Linked DNA regions of Oryzias latipes: region 1 is linked to region 2. A link is a contact called in public Hi-C data. All regions are on one chromosome and are shown on one strand. The core of a region is the stretch at or near the end of the contact, and the rest is flanking DNA. Distances in the headings are between cores, read along the strand shown. Region 1 has its middle 8.9 kb from the start of sstr2. Region 2 overlaps rnf213 (E3 ubiquitin-protein ligase RNF213).

The links. Hi-C and Micro-C count contacts between places; a contact is called where the count stands out from the background.
Region 1: a contact with region 2 is called in a Hi-C map of embryo, with 1.4 times the contacts expected there. The contact joins two enhancer-like sites. A contact is called at or near these places in 2 of 5 Hi-C or Micro-C datasets (both in embryo).

Annotation. Positions count from the first base shown.
Region 1 is chr8:10,833,032-10,837,646 of ASM223467v1, forward strand. No RefSeq gene overlaps it. Among protein-coding and RNA genes, the nearest start is that of sstr2, 8.9 kb to the right of the region's middle. Within about 2 kb of position 2,155, at least 1 of the 8 cell types and tissues checked has an H3K27ac peak or open chromatin away from gene starts, as enhancers often do. A contact at or near this core is called in embryo, where this site is marked.
Region 2 is chr8:10,585,945-10,590,731 of ASM223467v1, forward strand. It overlaps rnf213 (E3 ubiquitin-protein ligase RNF213), which reads left to right. Exons shown (of 68, transcript XM_020705294.2): 62 at 55-235; 63 at 415-616; 64 at 701-778; 65 at 873-1,070; 66 at 1,271-1,360; 67 at 1,464-1,642; 68 at 2,187-2,895. The coding sequence ends at 2,343. Among protein-coding and RNA genes, the nearest start is that of rnf213, 30 kb to the left of the region's middle. Within about 2 kb of position 3,452, at least 1 of the 8 cell types and tissues checked has an H3K27ac peak or open chromatin away from gene starts, as enhancers often do. A contact at or near this core is called in embryo, where this site is marked.

The DNA.
Region 1 (4,615 bases), core at 905-3,404, 250 kb after region 2:
TTGATGATGTAATTTTGAGAAGTGAATTGCATGAAAAGCACAGGGGGTGGGCTTTAATTAGCTTGGCTTCTGCACACTGCCTTTCCAACATGCGTAAACAGCTTTATTCAAATAATTATTATTATAATCGCTTTTGTTATTGTTTTTGTCATTGTTTAAGCCTGGTTGTTAAGAATCTTTCTCTTTATTTGTGTGATGGAAATAAATTCAATAAAAAAATTGTAATAAAATAAATACCGCCCATTTATAATCATTTTGTACCTTGATGAGTGATTTCTTAACATTTATTACAATTTGTTTTTTTTACATTTTTACAATGTTTTAGAGTGATGTGTGTTAAATATATTTTTTGTTGCATCAATACACTTAAACTTTGTCTTTGAATGATCTATGAAAGTTTGAGACTAAAAAGTAGTGTCTTTCTTTTTTGGAAGCTCTGAAAAAGAAAGTTAGAGTTTGTATTCAAATGTAGTTTTGTTCTTGTTTTGCTCCCAAGGAACAAAACAGTGTCCCAGTGTTTATTTTTAACGTTCATGCCTTCAAATAGCCTTGGAAGTTTAAAAAACTAAACTAAATGAATATTTAAAATGCAGTTAGCCGAATGAGACGTGAATTACAATTGTGTCATTCTTAAAAAAAAAAGTATATTACCATTAAAAGAAACTGCATAACAAAAAATAGTTTCATTTGTTATTTTTCAAACTGCTTTCACTCCTCTTCCTCACACTTTTTCCTTTTAGCCTCCAAAGCCATGTTTACCTTGATACCCAGGCATTAAATCTGCTCCAATACAAACTGAGAAGCAAAGTGAATAAAGCAGCGTGTTCTCAGGAATGTATTGAAATACCAATTTGGCCAACATTTTCTCATTTTCAGAGTTTGGATTTGTCACTGTGAGCAATCTATGCAATAAAAGGCTGGGATTCATTTATGTTTCAGCAGAGGCACAACTCCTGGCTGGTTTTTACTCTGTGACATTGACTAATAATACTCAGTGTCCAAATAGTCATTTCTTTTTCCCTAGTTTTGGGGCAAGGATGCATGTAAATGAAACATTTCTATATTGGTGAATGCTTCTTTGCATATGTGTGGGTGTCTTTTCTGAAAGTTGAAATGCATTCTCTTCTTTTTAACTTGGTTGCATGTTATAGAGATTTAAAATATTTTAGACACCTCCCGTGAGGAACTGGATTAAAACTTCTGAATTGAGATTTTGATATAATAGCAGAGCACTGCAACTTTGTGCTTTAAAATACTATCTATCCTTTTCAAATTTCCTATGTTTTTTCCGTTTGGATTAGTTTCAGAACTTGAGAATCACTAAACAATTGGAAAAGATTAAATAGATGGAAGCAAAGCTATATGGATCCTTGAAAAAAATAATAACCTACCTTCACATCATGGGGACTTATATATAGATCCATTTGCTATGTATTTGGGTAGAGTTTAGAAGTTTCTTTTGTTACTCAGTTTGATCTAATCTATGTGAAATTACAGTGGAGCAATCAAACATATCAGGATTAAACACAAGGTAAAGTGACCCTAATCCAGGAAAACATAAAAGGCTTGGAAAACTGCATTACCCAGTTGGGGATGAAAACTGCATGGATTGTCTTGGTTTAGTCCAATGATGTTAAGCTTTGACTCAATGCGATGCTGTTTTGAGGAGATCCTTCCTGCGTATAACATTTGGTGTGAAGCGAGTGGGCAGAATGCTCTGTTAAAACGCTCCCTTCATCTAGTTTCCTTTGTTGACTCACCACTATTTGCCCACATTCACACAGTTAATCACATATTGTTATGATACCACGGACTTTGCAGTATTGTAAAATGGCAATGACTCACCATTCATGTGAAAGCAAATAAATACCAAAAGCTATCAAATCTGCTTGCTTTGACACAATTCCAGTCTATGAATATTTTATATACAGATCTTGTTTGTCTTTCGCACAATTCTCCCCCCCCCCCCCCCCCCCCCCCCCGGTGCATGGCCTATTAATGTGCTTTGTTCAATATTAAACATTTGGTATAAAATGCTTCATTGGAGCGGGGCCTGTTGCTGTGGCCGGGGGCGGCAGAGCTCTCCGTCTCTGCCCGTCCGTCTCGAGTTGCGTGTGGCAACACGCTGCTGCCGCCGCTGAAAAAGCAACCCATCCCTCTCTTCTTGAGCTGCCGCTCTCTTGCAGTGTTTGTCCTCACACGGCCATCTGTCCTCGGTTGTGTGTTTTGCGCTCGGTGTTGCTGAGCAAACGTTAGGAACCTCGTGGACAGAGCTGTAAAACACCTAAATCCTTAAGCCAAAAGCCATGCAATTTTAACGCCATCCCTCAGTGGACACTCAGAGAAGCCACTAAACACTGTTTGTTCTGGCTGGAGGGCCAATGAATAAATAATGGGAGTGAATATATGCATGCAGCTAATCTGTTTTAGCCTGATTATCTTTCTGACTGATTGATGCAACTTTTTCTTTACCTAAAGCTGCAAGAGTCCATAAGTAAATAGGTACATGGAAATTACATTTAGTTTGGAAAACACATGGTGACAGTTCCATTTCAATTGGCAGAACAAAAGAAGGAAAACATTAGCTCCTCTGCAAGGCAATGAGCTTTCTCACTTTTGAGGGGCAAATAACTGATATCCACAAAAAACAGAGTTGCAAGAAAATGCAAAGATTTATTCAGGAAGCATTCCTTATTTTTGCCATGATTATTGCCCCCCCCAAAAACGAACAAGGCCACACTAAGAGACCAAAAAAGCATCAGAAGTCTGCTCATAGAATTACTAAAAAGTCTCATTAAAACCCACTGCAGATGGGGTGCATTTTTTTTCTATTTTGCCTCATTTATTTTTTGATTTCTTTGGAAATTCTAAGGCGCATTTTATTTCCCAAAATGTGCAGTCTTTTCTTGGAGTCAGAAAAAAAGGGCGAGGCTTTCATGAGAAGTACATCTCATGAACTGCTCAGTCTGGCTGCTGCATTTGACAAAAAAAAAAAGGATTAAATTCAACACATCAGTGCTCTGTTACACTTTTTTTAGCTATGGAATGGATTCACACGTTTTATCTGACAGGGGTTGTTTTCTCAATATACCTGTTATATTAGGATTTAATGATCACTGAAACTAACTAATTTATTTATGAATTAATAGTTTATTATGTTCAGGTCACTTTAGGGAGACTTGTTTTTCTAAGGAAGCAATTTTTCTTTCCAACTACATTTGACTTTATAGGTCTCTGTGTGATAGCCCGGATCTCCAGAAGATAAATCAAATGACCTTTTTGAAAGACCCCTTCATATTGTAATGTGGTTATGTTTTACATTGAAAATTTGCCACTTTGTGATTAATGAGCGATTTGGCCATTCTGATCCAGAGGTGATGAAATTCATCTCAAGTGAGACATTAAAACTGTCAAATGTTCTTTTCCCAAAAAAACAGAAGAATGCTGATTTATGCGGCACAGATGCATTACCTCTAACCCTAGAATCCGGGTAAAAAGTATACTTGTTTTTTCCAGTCAGTGGAAAATCACTTAACTCAAAAGTATAAATTAGTTTTGATATGTTTCTACCAACAATTGTTAAAAATAACAAATTTTTACGAATGATGCTCTGTCTTGCTATTTGCTATCTAGCAATATTTCTTATTCAATTTTATTTAACCTTTTTTTATACCACTTAGGAGTGGTATTAAAATGTTAAACATTTTGTTTTTACAAATAGTCTTCTACGCCTTTTCTGGTAATTGTAAACTTTAAAAAACAAGAATAAAGCAAACTACTGCTAAGCTTTGTGTCCAAGAACCACAATGTTGCTGTTATTCTGACATTTTTCTGAGTTCAAACTGGATTAATTTACGCATTTCTGCGTATCCATGCAGTCTGCAGAATCTCCACAGATCTTGAGCTGCATAATGTTAAAATAAAGAAGCTAAAGCTCAAAACAACTCAACACATACAAGATTACTTTTCACCCACAACCTTAGCTAAACAAACGAATTACATTTTGTAGTTATTAGCTGGAATGTGCTGCGTCTTCAGAGAAACTGTCAGTTGTTCCCATTTAAACAAACCAGATTAAACTGTTACACTTGAACTGTGTAACATTTGCTTGATGCACTTTTCAAGTTAAAACTGTGCCGTTTAATATTCCAGTAAAATATTTGTGTATTTTATTTATATTCTAGTGAAACTGATAAACCTTTAACAGCAACATCTACAAATGTGTTTAATTTTATATTTTACAACATTAAGATGCAATCTCATTTGAACTTCTTTTCATTTTTTCTCCCTCTTTTCCAAAATTATATAGTAAAAAATAAAAAGCTTCTACTGTTGTCTCCAATAGTGGTAATCCATGTTCGTTTGCTTACTTAGTTTGACACTTTTGGATAATGTTTTAATACATTTTCTGTTGGATTTAGGAGTCTGGCAGGTCAGGTACCTGGAACGATTTATTTTTTATTTTCTACCACTGCAACAGTCTTTTCACTGTTTCCCTTGAAAAAAAAGTATGATTGAAAACTTTATAAATTGTCTTCATTCTTTATATTCATGTTTGTTTTTCTTTTCTAGCTCCTTGGTCATTTCTCAAATAGACATCCACATATTTCTTAAC
Region 2 (4,787 bases), core at 2,202-4,701:
ATCTAGTCTCTTAAGCTGAAACCTTCATTTGCTAACAGTTGAAATGTTGCTTAGGTGAGATAAAGATTCCTGCCGACTTCTGCCAAAAAGACCTGGACTTAAACAGTGACTTTAAGGTGCTGTTGCCGCGACGACAGGGCCCAGGCCTGTGCTCCACAGCCCTTGTCAGCTACCTAATTTCTGTTCACAATGACCTTATCTACTGTGTAGACAAGCACACTGAAGAAGAGACCAGGTGGGGGCGCTCATGTCACACTCTTTTTTCTCCTATTTCATCTGAGACCCATAGAAGTGGCTGAACATTTTCACACCATAGAGCTTGTTGAGATGGAAAAAACAAAGTTTGAAAACAGTAGAAATGGGATTTTTGCAGCAAATGTACCTGACTAATGCCATCCTCCTCCTTTTTTTCAGCTTCAAAGTGAGCCCTGCAGATCTGACTGAGTTGCATGTGATTCATTACGAGTTGGAGCGAGATGTGATGCCTCTGGTTCTGTCAAACACCCAGTACAGCATCCAGAAGGGTCAGGAAACCATCCATGAGTATGATTTGCTAAAGATCCAACAGCAAATTATCTCTCGCTTCCTACTGGGCAAACCTCTCCTAACTCTCAATGTGAGTGAAATAAATTAAGTTTGTGTCAAAAAGAAAAAAAAAAGAATCTTATGTTTCACACTACATCTATTTCTCTACCATCAGGGCATTCCAACACTGGTGAACAGACATGAACGCAACTATGAGATCATCTTTAAAGATATAAAAACAAAGGTCAAACAAGTAAGTTGTGATGGAAAACAGTTTGTCCGATGTTAGTTGGCATTTATTGTGCACATATGTGACATTAGGGTTTTGGATCTTTGTTTCCTAACAGGAGTCTCTTCAGAATCTCACCCTGGTGTCTATTGCTGGGGAGCTGCAGTCCTACAGTGAAGTGTGTGAAGCTCTTTCCACTCTGGAGGTGGCTCTTGGCTTCCTGGCCATGACAGGGGGAGAGCCTCACATGCAGCTCTCCCACTACCTGGAGGAGGTGCTGCAGATGGGAAACCAGGTGGCCCAGCACATCCTCAAGGTTGGCCTATAGAAGACACCGGATATTCTTATCAGTCTAGACACCTTTGTTACAATTTTTACAATATTTTTTCTAAATCTTGGCCTCAATTGCATTGGTAAACATGTCTAAATGCTTCATATTTTGATTAAAATGCTTAATTGCTGTGAATTGGTTGTTATCTAGTCATGAAAGATCATTTCTCTTATCTTTTCTCGCAGACCCTGAGTATGTGTTGTTTGAAGCATTGTGTGGCGCTTTGGCAGCTACTGGCTTCACTCAAATCAGAAAATATGCTACGACTCAAGAGGGTGAGTCAGTGTTAGATAAAAACAATTTAATTGTTCCTATAGGGATGCCATATCAATTAGTATGGCACCATATCTGATTTTTGTGTGTGTGTGTGTTTTTCAGGATCCGTTTGTGGGAATTTCTGAAGACTACAAGCAGGTCCTGGGTGAAGACGAGCACCGCCAGCTGACCGCTTTCTTCTCCATATGCAATGGTGACACTTTCTTACTGGAGATGCATGAGTTCATGGTGCTGGTCCTCAAAATGCCCAATGCTACGGAGACGTACCGGCCTGACTGGGGGTAAAAACCATCTCAACTCTTTTTTTAATTTATTCTTTTACCTGTTCTTAGGTCAGAGTGAAACACTGAGTTATCATTTTTCAAATTAAACCAATAAAAGTTTCACCTGAGTTTGTTCTTCTAATAAATGCACCTTCTGAGGGAGAGGTAAGCCGTCTTTTCCTATCAAGCTGGAGCATTTGGTCCCCTGTTTTACAATATTTGGTACGACCCACTTGTGGAATTTAACCAAAAAACATCCAGGCTGAGAGCACATACTCAGCATCCTTTTTGTTTTTTGAATACATATAATTATAATCTTTAAATGGAAAATATTTGGAATACATAGAATTTGATAAACAAAAACAGTTGAAAAGTTCAATGTTGTCCCACAGAGGTTGGATTTAGATTTAAAAGCAGTTCCCTTAGCTAACATTTATGAATTAAACTTTTTCCTTGTTCTCCTTATATTCCTGCTAAACAGTTTGGTCACCTACACTGAAATTGTTGTTGTGAGAACAAATACAGCAGTTCTGATTCAAAGTGCTTTATTTGTCTCCTAAAGCTTAAAGGACACTCTGGTGTCTTATATGGAACGCAAAGACCTTGACATTCCTCAAGATGTGGAGGAGCTCTTCCCAGACGGGATGTGCCTGTGCCATTATGTGGAAGCCTGGAAGTTCATCGTCACTTTCAAGCAGGAACGAGCTCAGAAAATATGAGGATAATTCTGCACTTTTTTTTTTTTATTATTGTTGTTCTTAATTCTTTTTTGTTAATACATATCTCAGATAGAAATGTTGAATTTCCAGAAACAGTGTTGATAAATCATGTTTTTGCACACTTCCATACTAAAGAAATGTGCCTTTATAGAGTATTTGTACTGATTGGACAATGTCTTTCACATTAGTATTTTGTTGGTGCCATTAATCACGTTTAGATTTGATCAGTTAAAGCCTCGTCTCTGATATATTGTTCATTCCATCGTTTCTTTACATTTCTTTGAAATATCTTTTTCTTTTCTATCTGTGCTTCAAGACCGTTTCTTTTTATTCATAAACATGTTGCAGCATTGGTGAAACTGAATTGTAACACATTTTAGCACACTATGGATGCTGTTTCTCAGGATTACACTGTTTTTTGAATAATGCACTCCAAAAAAGCCTTAAGAACAGGAAGGTCCTGTACAACTGAGAAAGAACTTGAAGAAAGTTTTGTTTGCACTTTCCTGATGCAATAAAATTGCATTCGCCATGAATGTTCTGTGTTTGCAACATGGATCTTCTATTTTTATAGAAAAGTCATAACAAAGGTAGAGTGTTGTTTCGACTTGTGTACTCCACTCATCAGCCACTGGGTCCTGTTGTCACCACGGCATTTAAGAAATCAGCAAAAACAGAAACTTATTATATTTCAGGTAAGAACATTATAGATCTGTAAGTAATATCAAATACTTGTTAAGCTTAATCTGACTTATATTTATGCATTTGCAAAATGTATCTTTAAAATCATTTTTTTTTACTTCATTAGTTGCTTAAAAAAATCAGTACCTGACATTAATGTTTTAAAGCTTTATCTCAATGTTTGTTTTTCACTTTTACCATTTAAACAAAATGTCAATTTCAGCTGAAACGTTTACTAGATCCATTCTCACAGCGAGAAAAAAAAAAAAAAAGCTTGTTATTATTGTACAGTTTTCAACAGCCCCAATCGTGTTCCGTAAAGTAATTACGCTGTATTTACAGATTACGTCACTGCTGAGAGGCAGTGATGGCTGGACATGATGCAGCACTCAGGAAATGTCTGCATGCCAAAGGTTTTGTGACATTTTGACCCTCTGTTGGTGGGAGCTCAATGTGTTTCTGATCAGGCTGATGGAAATGATACAGACAAGACAGCCAAAAGAATGCCGCTGGACAACTCCTTGATTCAATTTCCTCTATGCCAAGGTAGTGTTTAGCATAACAATGACAAATGGAGGCCCGTGAAAGTAAACCCAGCCAAGGACCACCCTTTGGGAGTCTGCAGTAAGTAAACAAAATCTTCCAAAATACTTTGTGTTTTTACCATTGCACTTAAAGGAAATTAGAACTATATGTGTAGACATGCAAAATGACCATTAAGCTCCGTTGGGTCTGCATGTAGTGTTTTATTTCATGTTTACAGCCACTCATTTCACCCCAAAAAAGGGGTGAGAAACATCCTGAGCTAGCTTGCCGCTCATTAGTGAAGAGGTACCATACACAGGGTCAGTAAACACACCCATAAATGGGTCACAGGCATGATTTGTGCAGCTCAGTCTTGCAGAACAAACTTCACTTAGCAATCTCAATCCATTCTCTTCCACTTGGGAAGGCTTCAGACCAGCGGTACAAAGGAAAGAGCACAAAAAGGCCAAATTATTTTTCAAGGTTGTTTGTTTGTCTGTGTGTGCTTTGTAACAAAATCAACATGCATGGTGGCTCGCTGTAAACAGCATTCATGTTTGGACCTGGTGGAAGTTAACAAGATCAGCAAAACTGGACATAAGTCCTCAAATCTTTACTATTCATCAACAGTAAACGATAAACTAGAGAAGCAAAATTTAGTAAATCTAGCTTAGTTTTTAGTATGACTTCTATCAATATCAAAACACTGAAGTTTGACTTTGAATCTCCACGGTGCCTCCAACCCTGGAGAAGTTTTGAACTTAACCCTTTCCAAAACAGCCTCAGATAGTCATCAAGTTTACACATTGGGGATCCAGTATCATTTTGGTTCTTAGACTCCAGGGAGGCTCTCATAGTCAGAAAAGGAACAAAAATTTCAACAACGGTGGTGTGAAATCAGGACCCCGAAGCACCCAAGAGACCCAAGGAAGCATGCCAGAAGGCTACTGTATTTTCTATCAGGCCTGACATCTTTTTTTGTTAGCCTTTTATATTGGTGGTGTTATTGCATCATGTCAAATAAGTCTATTTTAATTGCTGCGTCATATGCAGTGTGCGTGCCATAAGGTCACGATGGGGTGAGAGCGCAGAGGCCAAACTCTCCAGTTGCCCCGCCTGCTGCGCAGAGCTGCGATGCCGACGAAAATCTCCCAGAGCACATCTGTGAATTATATTAGCTAATTGTGTGCACTTCTCCCCGCTCTCAACACTTGAGTTGTCCTCCAAGCAGAAGGAAG